2 separate regions of the Anas platyrhynchos genome follow, and region 2 is linked to region 1. The links are chromatin contacts, called in public Hi-C maps. All regions are on one chromosome and are shown on one strand. The core of a region is the stretch at or near the end of the contact, and the rest is flanking DNA. Distances in the headings are between cores, read along the strand shown.

Evidence for each region. A called contact is a pair of places that touch in the nucleus more often than the background predicts.
Region 2: a contact with region 1 is called in a Hi-C map of liver, with 1.8 times the contacts expected there. The contact joins two enhancer-like sites. A contact is called at or near these places in 2 of 8 Hi-C or Micro-C datasets (liver and skeletal muscle).

What each region holds. Positions count from the first base shown.
Region 1 is chr19:7,986,604-7,991,628 of IASCAAS_PekinDuck_T2T, forward strand. The region is part of intron 4 of TNRC6C (trinucleotide repeat containing adaptor 6C); the gene reads left to right. Among named protein-coding and RNA genes, the nearest start is that of TNRC6C, 180 kb to the left of the region's middle. Within about 2 kb of position 2,353, at least 2 of the 8 cell types and tissues checked have an H3K27ac peak or open chromatin away from gene starts, as enhancers often do.
Region 2 is chr19:8,024,266-8,029,112 of IASCAAS_PekinDuck_T2T, forward strand. The region is part of intron 6 of TNRC6C (trinucleotide repeat containing adaptor 6C); the gene reads left to right. Among named protein-coding and RNA genes, the nearest start is that of SEC14L1, 150 kb to the right of the region's middle. Within about 2 kb of position 3,431, at least 4 of the 8 cell types and tissues checked have an H3K27ac peak or open chromatin away from gene starts, as enhancers often do.

The DNA.
Region 1 (5,025 bases), core at 1,103-3,602:
TTGGTCGAGGCTTTTTTTGCTTTGCAAAGCGCAAATATTTGTAGACGCAATTACAAACATACTTAGACCTGCTGCTGGAGGCTGCCGGGCTGCGAGGATTCCTCATCGATCTGAGCCAGCATCGATCCGCACGCTGGGTAGGTGCTGAGGGGCTCCAGCTGCGGTGCTGCTCCCGCTGTCCCACAGGCAGCAGCAGGAGAGCCCAGCCGTGGCCTTCATGAGCTGCAGGGAGGGAAGGAAACAGTCCAGGGACTGGGGATGAGGCTTACAGATCGGTGTGGTGGCCCCACTGAAGCTGTGGGTCACACCAGCTCACGGTGGAATCACGCAGGGTCACAATGGGTTGGCCCCCCGGTAGTCAGCCCCATGGCCTTTGTGCCATGTGTTTGCGATGGCTCAGGGCTTGGTGGGTTCAGCCTTTTTGTGGTGTAGGGCTGAGGTGAGTCTCTGGCCTTTCCAAGGGCCATCACACACCATGATCCCACAGCAACCTTCCCCGCTGTGTACCCCAAAGGTGCAAACACTCTTTGCCAGAAGGTCCCATCCAGAGCACCCCAAATCACCTTCAAGCAAGGAGCCAAGGGGTTGTTTCCTGTCCAAGCCCCCATCTAGCCCAGAGAAGGGTGATGAGAGGTGGCTGATCCCATACCCAGGACTGGCTTTGCCTCCAGCACAGGTCCTGGTGCCGGTCCTGCCCCACACATCTTCACCCAGGCAGCGCCGAGCTCCCAAGGGTGCCAGCACCATGGGTGATCCACCAGGCCGCTGAGAAGAAGCTTCATCATTAGGAAGCCTTTTTTTTTTCCCCCAGTTATTTTTCAGCTCTTTATTTTCTTCCTGTTCTTAATTTGAGCTGTGTTCCTCAGAGCAGCTTCAGATCTGTCAGCCGCGCTGGAGGAACGCTTGTTTGTGTTTGAGTAACACGTGCTGGGGGAGGCGGCCGCGCCGTGCCTTGGAAGAGCGGGTCTGTTTGCTTTGGTGATAGCAGTGATATTTGGGAGAGACAGATGGAAGGCACTTTTTATTTTCTGCAGACACTTCATGATCCAAGCTGCTCATATTGTATAAGAGAGGCCAGATGCCTTGTTAATTCATAGACATGTTTACAGCATGGAGCTTCTAATAGGTGAATATGAATACTAAATAGTGATTAGTGCTTGTCTGACAGACGTCTCCCTCCTGACTGAAATTGGATCTAAGTTTGACCTTTGGTGAGGGAGGAAGGTATTCCGGTATATAACAAGCTTTTTATTTATTTATTTATTATCTTCTCTGCATGTAGAAAGCCAAATCCTTCTCCCTTCAGCTGAAGGATAGATCTGCCCTTCAGACGTGCGTCCCTGTCCCCGTGCCACCGCGGCTGCCTTGGGGTCCTGAAACCAAACCAGGATTAAAGGATTAGGGATGGGAGAGTCCACGGGCAGGGAAAAAAAAATTAGCAGAGAGACTTAATTTAAGTGTAATCTGCAGTGCTGCTGGTGGAAGGGGCAGCATCCCTAAGGCATGGGCCACAGAGCAGCACGGAGATGCTGGGGGCCGTTTGTCCCATCCATGAGGCTCTGCATCTCCTCCCTGCAGGACCCCAGCCGTCCTTGCAGGAAAAAGTCATCGAGGAGAAGTATCCAGGGGATCATTAGCTGTCCTCGATGTGATATAGGCCCTGAAAACAAGAAGTGACCCAGGACCCCAGGAGGAGAGCGCTGTTCAGGGCAGGGGCAGCAGAGTGGTTTGTGGAAAAGAAAGCGAGGAAAGCAGAAGCAAGTCTCAAAAGTATTTTTTGGGGGGTAAACTGTTCTTTGGAGATAAGCAAGCACACACCTCTCATCATTTCTGAAGGAGGCCCTCGCACTTAGGGAATTGCAGCTTGCCTTTGGGAGGCTTGGGGGGTTCTGGGTGAGCTGCAAAGCGAGGGCTGGCCCATGTAAGGACCTCCCTGGGGAACGTGACAGGTACTCTGCCCCCCTCAGTGCCATGGGGGCAGCCGAGGACGTTCATTGTGTTTGATGAGCATCGGAGCTCATCACGGAGCTTTCCCCACGGCGGCAGGCACCCAGGACACAGCAGCTGCATGTGAAGTGGCCGGATCCTGCCTCCTCCATGCTGGCTTTGAGCCTGCAAACCAGCACTGCCGACTCCTCAGGAGACACAGACACAGCCCCTGCTCGTGATCACAGCAGGGTACAGCGCTTGGCTTGACTTGCTTTTATCCTTTCCTTTGCACTTTGTCCTGAAAGTGAGTTAAGCTTATTCCCCAATTAAGCCAGGACAGGATAAAATGTTTGCTCGGGGGAGGACTCTGTTTTGCTTTGTTTTTAAAAGGCTTGCTCTTGCTGTGAATGTGTTGGGTACAGCTGTCTGCAGAGGAAATCGTGTGGTTTTCTTCCCCTGCTTGTTGTTCAGATGTGAAGGTGCCGGGGATGTCTGCGCCCGGGGCAAGCCCAGCTCGGCTGTGAGGCAGCCACGGCCCCTGGCCTGCTCCCAGCCTCCCCCCACAGCGACACGGCTTTGGCAAACACACTCAAGGAGTAAACCTCTTGCTCCACGGACCAAAAGCCACATTTGCCCTCACACTGTGGCCTCTTGGCATGCAAAAAGGCCGATGAGTGAACAAGAAGGGAGGTCCTGGGCTAGGCCGCAGCGGGGCCACGCTCCCTCAGGTGGGAGCTGGCGGGGCAGGGACCTGGCCTTGGCCCTGGGGAGGAGGAGGAGGAGGAAGAGGAATTGCTGCATGAAACACCACAAAGCCTTGCTGGGAGCAGTGCTTTGGCAGCCAGAATCAGAACGATGTGCATCTATTGTCCACGTGTATAAATTACAGAAGCCTGTTGCAGGTTCTTCAGGGGTGCCAAAATGGCTCCTCGGTTCTGCGTCCCTAATGTTTGCACAGAGGCCCCGGCTCGGCTCCGGCTCTGAAGTTTGCCAAAGAAAATGACGGTGTTTGGAGCTGGGACGTTGGCTCAGACCTATCCTGAGTAATATTGTTTCTCTTGCTGCTGAAACCATCATGTGGTGCACTTGGTGGTGATGTCAGGTACTTGGGGACTGTAATTACTGTGTAACCCAGCAGCCTGCTGAGAGATGTCTCAGGAGGGGCAGCCATAGGGGAAAGAAAGAAAGAAAGAAAGAAAGAAAGAAAGTTCTTTATGAAATGCAGATGTTTTTAAATAGCTGTAATTAACTGAAAGGGATGCAGAGCGTTGCAGATATAAAAGCTAAATAGGCTTTTGTTTTTAGCCTTTTGCTGTGTGCTTTGAGGGGTCACTCAGTTGTGGTGCACAATTCCAGTCCTGTTTCATTGCCCCCTGCATCACCCTCGTGGTTTGGGTTCGGATTTTGTCAGGTTGCTTTTCCTTCCCCATCCGAAAGCTGAAAACCACCCAAATGTTGTGTGCAGGGCTCCATCCCCCCGCAGCGCTGCCTGGACAGTGGGTTCGGGGGAAGTGGGGAACGAGGCGGGACGGAGACCGTGGAAAAGAAAAACAAAACCCCCAGCGCCCGTAGCTGAATAGGAGCGGGCTCTCCAACCCCAAGTTATGAATTTTGTCAATGAAATTAGCCAACAATGTTTGGGAAAGAATAAAAATAAAGCAGCATGGGCTCAAAGGAAAGCCAGCAGAGCCGGGCAGTGAATGGGGGCTTTGTTCGGCCCCGACCCCTTCAATAGGCAGCCGGGAGCCCTGTGAGTCACTGCGAGGCGCTGGGGCTCCGCTAATGGGCCAGCGGAAAAATCCGCCTTGCTCTCGTTTGTCAGGCTGGCCAGCAAAAGGATAAAGTTAATTTACTGGTAAAGTCAGTTTGTTGGGTACGAAGAGGAAACCAGAGGCATGCTACTATAAATGTGTGGGCAGGAGGGGCTGTGCAAGGCAGGGGCTGTTCCTCTCCCCTCTTGGAGCTCGGTGTCCCCACTACCACCCGCAGCAGTGGATGCGGGCGTGGGGATGTGCGGCACCCCAGGCACTGCCTGTGTGTTGGGGTGCCACCAGCATGAGGGGCTACAGCTTTGTGCAAAACCACCTTTGTGTGTAACGTGGGTTTTTGCACGAGCAAACAGCACCGGCATGTTTTTGTGGGAGTACCTGCTGTTCCCAAACAAAGGACTCCTTTCTCCCAAGCAAGCAGGGGCTGGTGTGTGCTGAATGCAACCTTCAGCCTTTGTTCTGCAATACCTCAAGTGCCCCTGCTCCTTGGTGCTGGCATCCTGCAGATATAGGATGGGAGGAGACGGTGCATTCCCGGGGGCTTGGCTTGCTCTGGTCAGCATCCACCCACCACGCATGAACCTGCGCTAGGTCCGGCTTTGCTGCCTCCCAGCAGACGTTTGGTCCCATCACCACCACAAGCCTTGTCCCATAACCCGGTCTCAGATAAAGCAGAGAGGCTTCAGAACAGTTTGGGGATCACAAGTCATTCAGGAGGAAATTTTAATACTTTGTTACAGTGGTTTAAAATCTGGGTTAAGCCCAGAAACAACAGCACGGAGGAAGCCACGGAGGGTATGGAACAAAACTGTGACATCTCCCCTCTCTCACGTTGAGAGGCCATGTTGTGACCGAAGTAATCCTCCTTTCTGCTCACATCACCTTTCTGGATTTATCATTTTAATGTTCTCTGGGCCACCAAGCCCCACAGCTGTAAATTAATTTTTAAAGTAATACAGGTTTTAAAACTTCCATCTGCTTTAATGAGCTTGGGGGAATCCTGTTGTATTAAAAAACATGCATGCAATTATTTTTCCATCTTGGGCTTCACCAGTTCCCAGTACCACTCTGCGATGACATCTTCTTCCCCTCTCCAAAGTGTTTTCTTGTGATAATGTGGCATTGTATCCTGATGGTGTGTGTTTTGCCGCACATGGGCAAGGCTAGAGAGGACTCCTCTAAGGACGAGGCAGGATCATTAGCAGGTACCTCGGTGGCTTCCCCGTCACCTTTCCATTAATCCAGTTCTGCATCACAGAATTACGAAGCGGCTAATGAACAGCTCCAGCGCCGGGAGCCTGGAGGTACCGTATTAACCGGACGTCTC
Region 2 (4,847 bases), core at 2,181-4,680, 39 kb after region 1:
GCATACCTTTTTTCAAAGCCTGGTATTTTCATTTGAAAAATTCTGTTTCTGCAGAAATGCAGTTTTATGTATGTTACCAGCCACTTTCTGGCTGTTATCCACATTTAAGGGTAGTTCCATAGGAAATAAGAAAGTGTAGGCTTTTTGGAGAACCTCACCAGTACTTTTAAGTAGAATTATGACTATGTAACACAGTTAGTCTTTTGTTTTGTTTTTAAGGTTTGAACTTTTCTAGTTTGTGCCCTATTATTATAGGGGCCAACAGAGGTTTTTAGACAAGATTAGGAAATGTGTTTCAACCTACAAATCAGGTATGATTTACAACAGACTGAAAACCTCTGATTCATTTGAGTATTTATAGCTTATTCTTGAATATCTGCCTCTGCCATCTTGTTAGTTAAGTGCTGTGTTTGTACTGAACGCTTTAACATTGTAGTGACAAAACGTGCCATAAATCATCATTGCAGAAGGAAGGGGGGCACTGTAATAAGTTCTTCAATTAGATCGTAATACGCAGTCATTTGATAACCTAATGATAACCCGGTGCCGCACGCTAAGGCTTTATAACATAAATATGTTTTCTTTTTGATAAATGTTATCATTGTGTTGTTTTGCTATTATAAGAATCTTTAAACAAACATGAATTTGTTCTCACAGCTGACTGAGATAGCAGTTCTCTGATAGAGAAGTAATTACAATTTTACAATCTACAAAGAGCAGAATGTGAAGATAATTTGTACAGTCCCTGCTGTAACACTGGTTCAGAAGAGTAGAAAATGCTATAAAGGTGGGAGTGCATTAGGAGGAGAAATTTGCATATAGAAGAAGACAAAGCATGCAGAATGACTGTGGAGGCTTGAAGTTAACTCGTAGAGAAAAAAAACACAACACTTGGTTTCTTGTTTTTTCTTTCATGTGGGATGGCTGTAATGAGCCATCTTGAGTTTCTGGAGTTTTAGTTCAGTGAGGCAATGTCACAAGGATCTCTGTTCAACCCCTACCATTATGAAGTGAAGGAGAAAAATTTAGGGTAGCAAGTAAGTGTATGGATAATCCTTATTACAAGCTCTGTTTTGCTTTGTGAGCATTATTTATATTGGTCTGTGTTGATTTCGTAGTTTAGAGACTAATTGTGGCATGAGCATCAGTGTCTTTTTGCAGGAGAGTATGTCAAGGCTTGATACCCTGAACCCTGCAGCCAAGGACAGTTGTGAAGCTTTAGGTCTTCTATAGCTCTTGTGAAGTTACAGACTCTTCAGCATTCAAATAAACACCATTTTCAGACAATGAGGCACTGAAACTAGTGGTACTGGATTTTGGCAAAAAGTAATTCTCTTTTTAAAGAAAACAAACACAAAACTTGAGGGTTATTTGAAAATAAAGCGGAAACGATACTCTTCCTGATGTGCTCCTGTCCTGAGCAGGATTTACAGGACAGCTGACCTCTGAAGAAGCGAAGTGCTTCAGCTTCTTTGCGGAGTTGCTTCTTTTCCTTATAGCTCAAGTAAGCACCTCCAGTCTCATTCGGTGGTTGCCTTGGAAGGCTTCTCAGGTTCCTCAGCTGGGCATAGGAAAGTGGGTAAGAGCTCAAATCAGAGGTCCTGATAGTGTTGGTACTCCTCAGAGACAGTGCTTATCTCCTGCTTTATACAGTCTGTTGTAGTTTCCTATCATGAAAATTTAGGCATGTGCTTGTCTTATAAATACAGGCAGAGTATTTATCTGCTTTTCTATGTGGTTTCCCTTTTCTCAGTTTCCTCAATTAGAAAATGACGTGGGCTTATCAGATTTGAGATGGTAACAGCCCTACCTGTGCATATTTATTTTTAAAACAGGGTGAAAATGGGAGCTTTCAGACCCTAGGCACAAATGAAAGTATTTTTCAAATGCTGTAACCGTTGTACTGTTTAAAGGCAGTAGGACTACATGCTTTCTTCAGATTTGTCTTTACGATGTCCATTGCCTGATAAATTTCAAGTCTGGACATTATAAGAGTACCCTGTGAAGAGACTAAGAACAAATGAGGTAACACCAGTTTGGCTTTTCGCATCTGGAGCTAATTCTCTTGGTGCCCCTTGGTGCTAATGCCTCTCAGATAAATCCCTGACTTGCTTTCTGAAAGGCACAACAACTGCCAATACAGTTGTTGATAACTGTACATTCTAGAATATCAATTTTAGCACAGCTACACAATGATAATAGTGGCTGTTATGATCAAACTGCATGCTGTTTTATGATTATTTATCTGCCCACGGTGTGTACTTCCATACTCAGCAATAGACCTCTCTTTCTGTAATGGGCATTGCCTAATGTAGTACATTTAAACACGGAGACTGTGAGACAGTCAAACTGTTGCACTTTCTGACGTCACGACAGTTGAGACAATAGCATGCATTCTGTTCTTTATCAGCCTGCTTATTTAAAATTGGTAAATACGTATTCGATAGGCAGTTGTCTGAGATTTCTTGTCCACCAGAGCATATATGCCCTAGTACTGGAGAGCAGATGCATTTTTCATTTTTGACATGCCATCACTCTGTTCTGTGTTTGCTGAGAAGCATGGACCAGGAGCATCTCTTAGTTTTCTTTCCCACCCAGCAGCCCGAGATGTGTTTTCTTGCAAGTGATGTTATGGCTCTGCTTACTTATTGGTTCGGTTCTTTTACCTTCTGAACTAAAGTCTGTCATTAGCTTTTAGCCTTATTTAAAGATGTGTGTATATAAAGGCAGTTTCTTGTCTGCCTCAAGGACTATCTCATTTAGGTCACTCTTTCATGGGAAACACTCAGCTGCTGTGATGTTTTCTCCATGAAAACCTATCAACTTTCCTTCAACTGCAACGTGATGGCTACTTTCTATTGATAGATTATCACACCACTGCCTGGAGGAGGCTTGTATCCCATATAATATCTGTGGGATCTGCAAGTTACAAGCTTGAAGAGAGGTTCATCAGGCGAGAGCAAATGTCTTGGCTCAGTTTGGTACACGGGATGCCAGACTGTTTTGAGGCATATGCCAGCTTTCTAAGGTTTCTTGGTCCACTCCTTGGGAAGGATGAAACCAGCTTTATGCTGTGACACCGGTGCACATTCTCATGGTAGTTACTGTGCAGATGCTGGAGAGGGTTATTTTGGGAAAACGAAGGAAATGAAGAAGTGTTTTGATTCTTTTGCAAAGCGTGGAGCCTCTGGCTGGAGGGACCTTGTGTTCTCCTGCTGGCTATCTGGTGTTGACATTCCTCTGCTCTGAGAATCCGGTCTGCCTCCTGACTTCCTTGTGTTTTGCTAGATTATTTTAATGCTTTTCCTGAGTTGTTAGAGATGGTAGCCCATACTTTACGAATTCTGCACGACTACTTAAAGTGTCTGTTTAACCAGCTCACGCTTCGGTAAGTGCTCTGAAGCATTCTGGCCGTGTTTGTGCCGTGCATCCCATCATTCCAGTTCTTCCTGAACAGGTTTAGGCAGCGCAGTGCGCATTACCTTCCTGGAGGTGCTTACTCACACGGCTGATTGCAGGTCCAAGATCACCAGGAGAGGAGGTAATGTCCTTGCTAAGCATCCTGCCCTTGCTTTTGAAGCACGGCAGCAGGGGCTGACACTCAGCACTTGTGGGACCTGTGTTTAACAGCAACACCAAATGCTTTTGGCACTCCTCAGCTGCCCCGAGCATGTCGGCAACTATTGCTGCTCGCCCAAGGGGCCCGGCTGAACCTGAGGAATGGTTCCAGCTCTTGATGGCCTCTTCCTTGTTGGCAGTAGTAATTCTCCTGTCACATCACAGAGCTTCCTGAAGATCCATCCTCCCGTTTTCAGGATGCCCTTAACACTTCTGACATAGCAAAAGCAGCCAAATCCAAAGTGTCTTTTTTTTTTTCTTTCCAGTAGTTTTTACGGAGCCAGACCTTTGTCCTCTCCAAGGCTGTGCAGGCTCTCCCAGGACAGTTTTGAAGCATAGAGGTTACAAAGCTCCAGAATCGACAAGCCCTCAACTCCGTTAAAAACTCCAAATTTCACACTGAAGCCTTAGGCTCGCAGGACTGGCTACAGCCCTTCAGACAAACAAGAAGGGATTGTCTTACCCATGTCCGCACTGTCAGACAGGCCCAACAGATGTTCTTGAAAGACATTTTGTTTATTGTTGGAAAGTAGTCTCGGGCTCAGCCTGAACAGTCTTTCCTGTAATTTAAGCCCATTCTTGTCTGATTTGCCGGTAAGTGCAGAGCAGAGCAGGCCTTCCCCTCCCCGCAGCAGCCTTTTGTGTGTCCTCTTTTTGACTCAAGCCTTCGTGCAGCCTCTCTTCGTGCTGGTGTTTTCAAGCCATTTTTCAAACCATAGTCATTTATGTTTCTCTCCTCTAGAAATCCTTCCACTTGGTCTAGAATTATTTTTAAATGCAATATCTGTAATTGGAGGATTATTAAATAACGTCTGAGTTAAGCTATGTAGCAGTAATTTTACTACTGCTGTTTACAAGGAAAATCCGAGTCCTTTTTATGCCTTTCAAGCTGAGTCCGGCGTTCAGCTCTGTAATCTGAACTGCCTCATAGCAGTGCTGCTGCTGGTTCTTGTAGCTCAGTTATTTCTCTCTGAACTCAGCTTGCATTAAGGAGCTCCTAAATTTCAGGTGGCCTCTTCTCTAATTCCGTAAGCATCTTGAATTGATAACGCGGAGTTTCTTCCAACTCTCCTTTCCCCCTCTTTCCTCTTTGTTCTCTAACCGTTTGCTCTCTGCAGGTAGACCTCTGAAGTAGACATTCAGATCTATCACTTGCTGTAATTCCCAGCAGCTCGCGCTGCAGTTGTTTAGGCCCAGTTGGCAGAAGATGAGAAGGCTTCCTGAGGGTG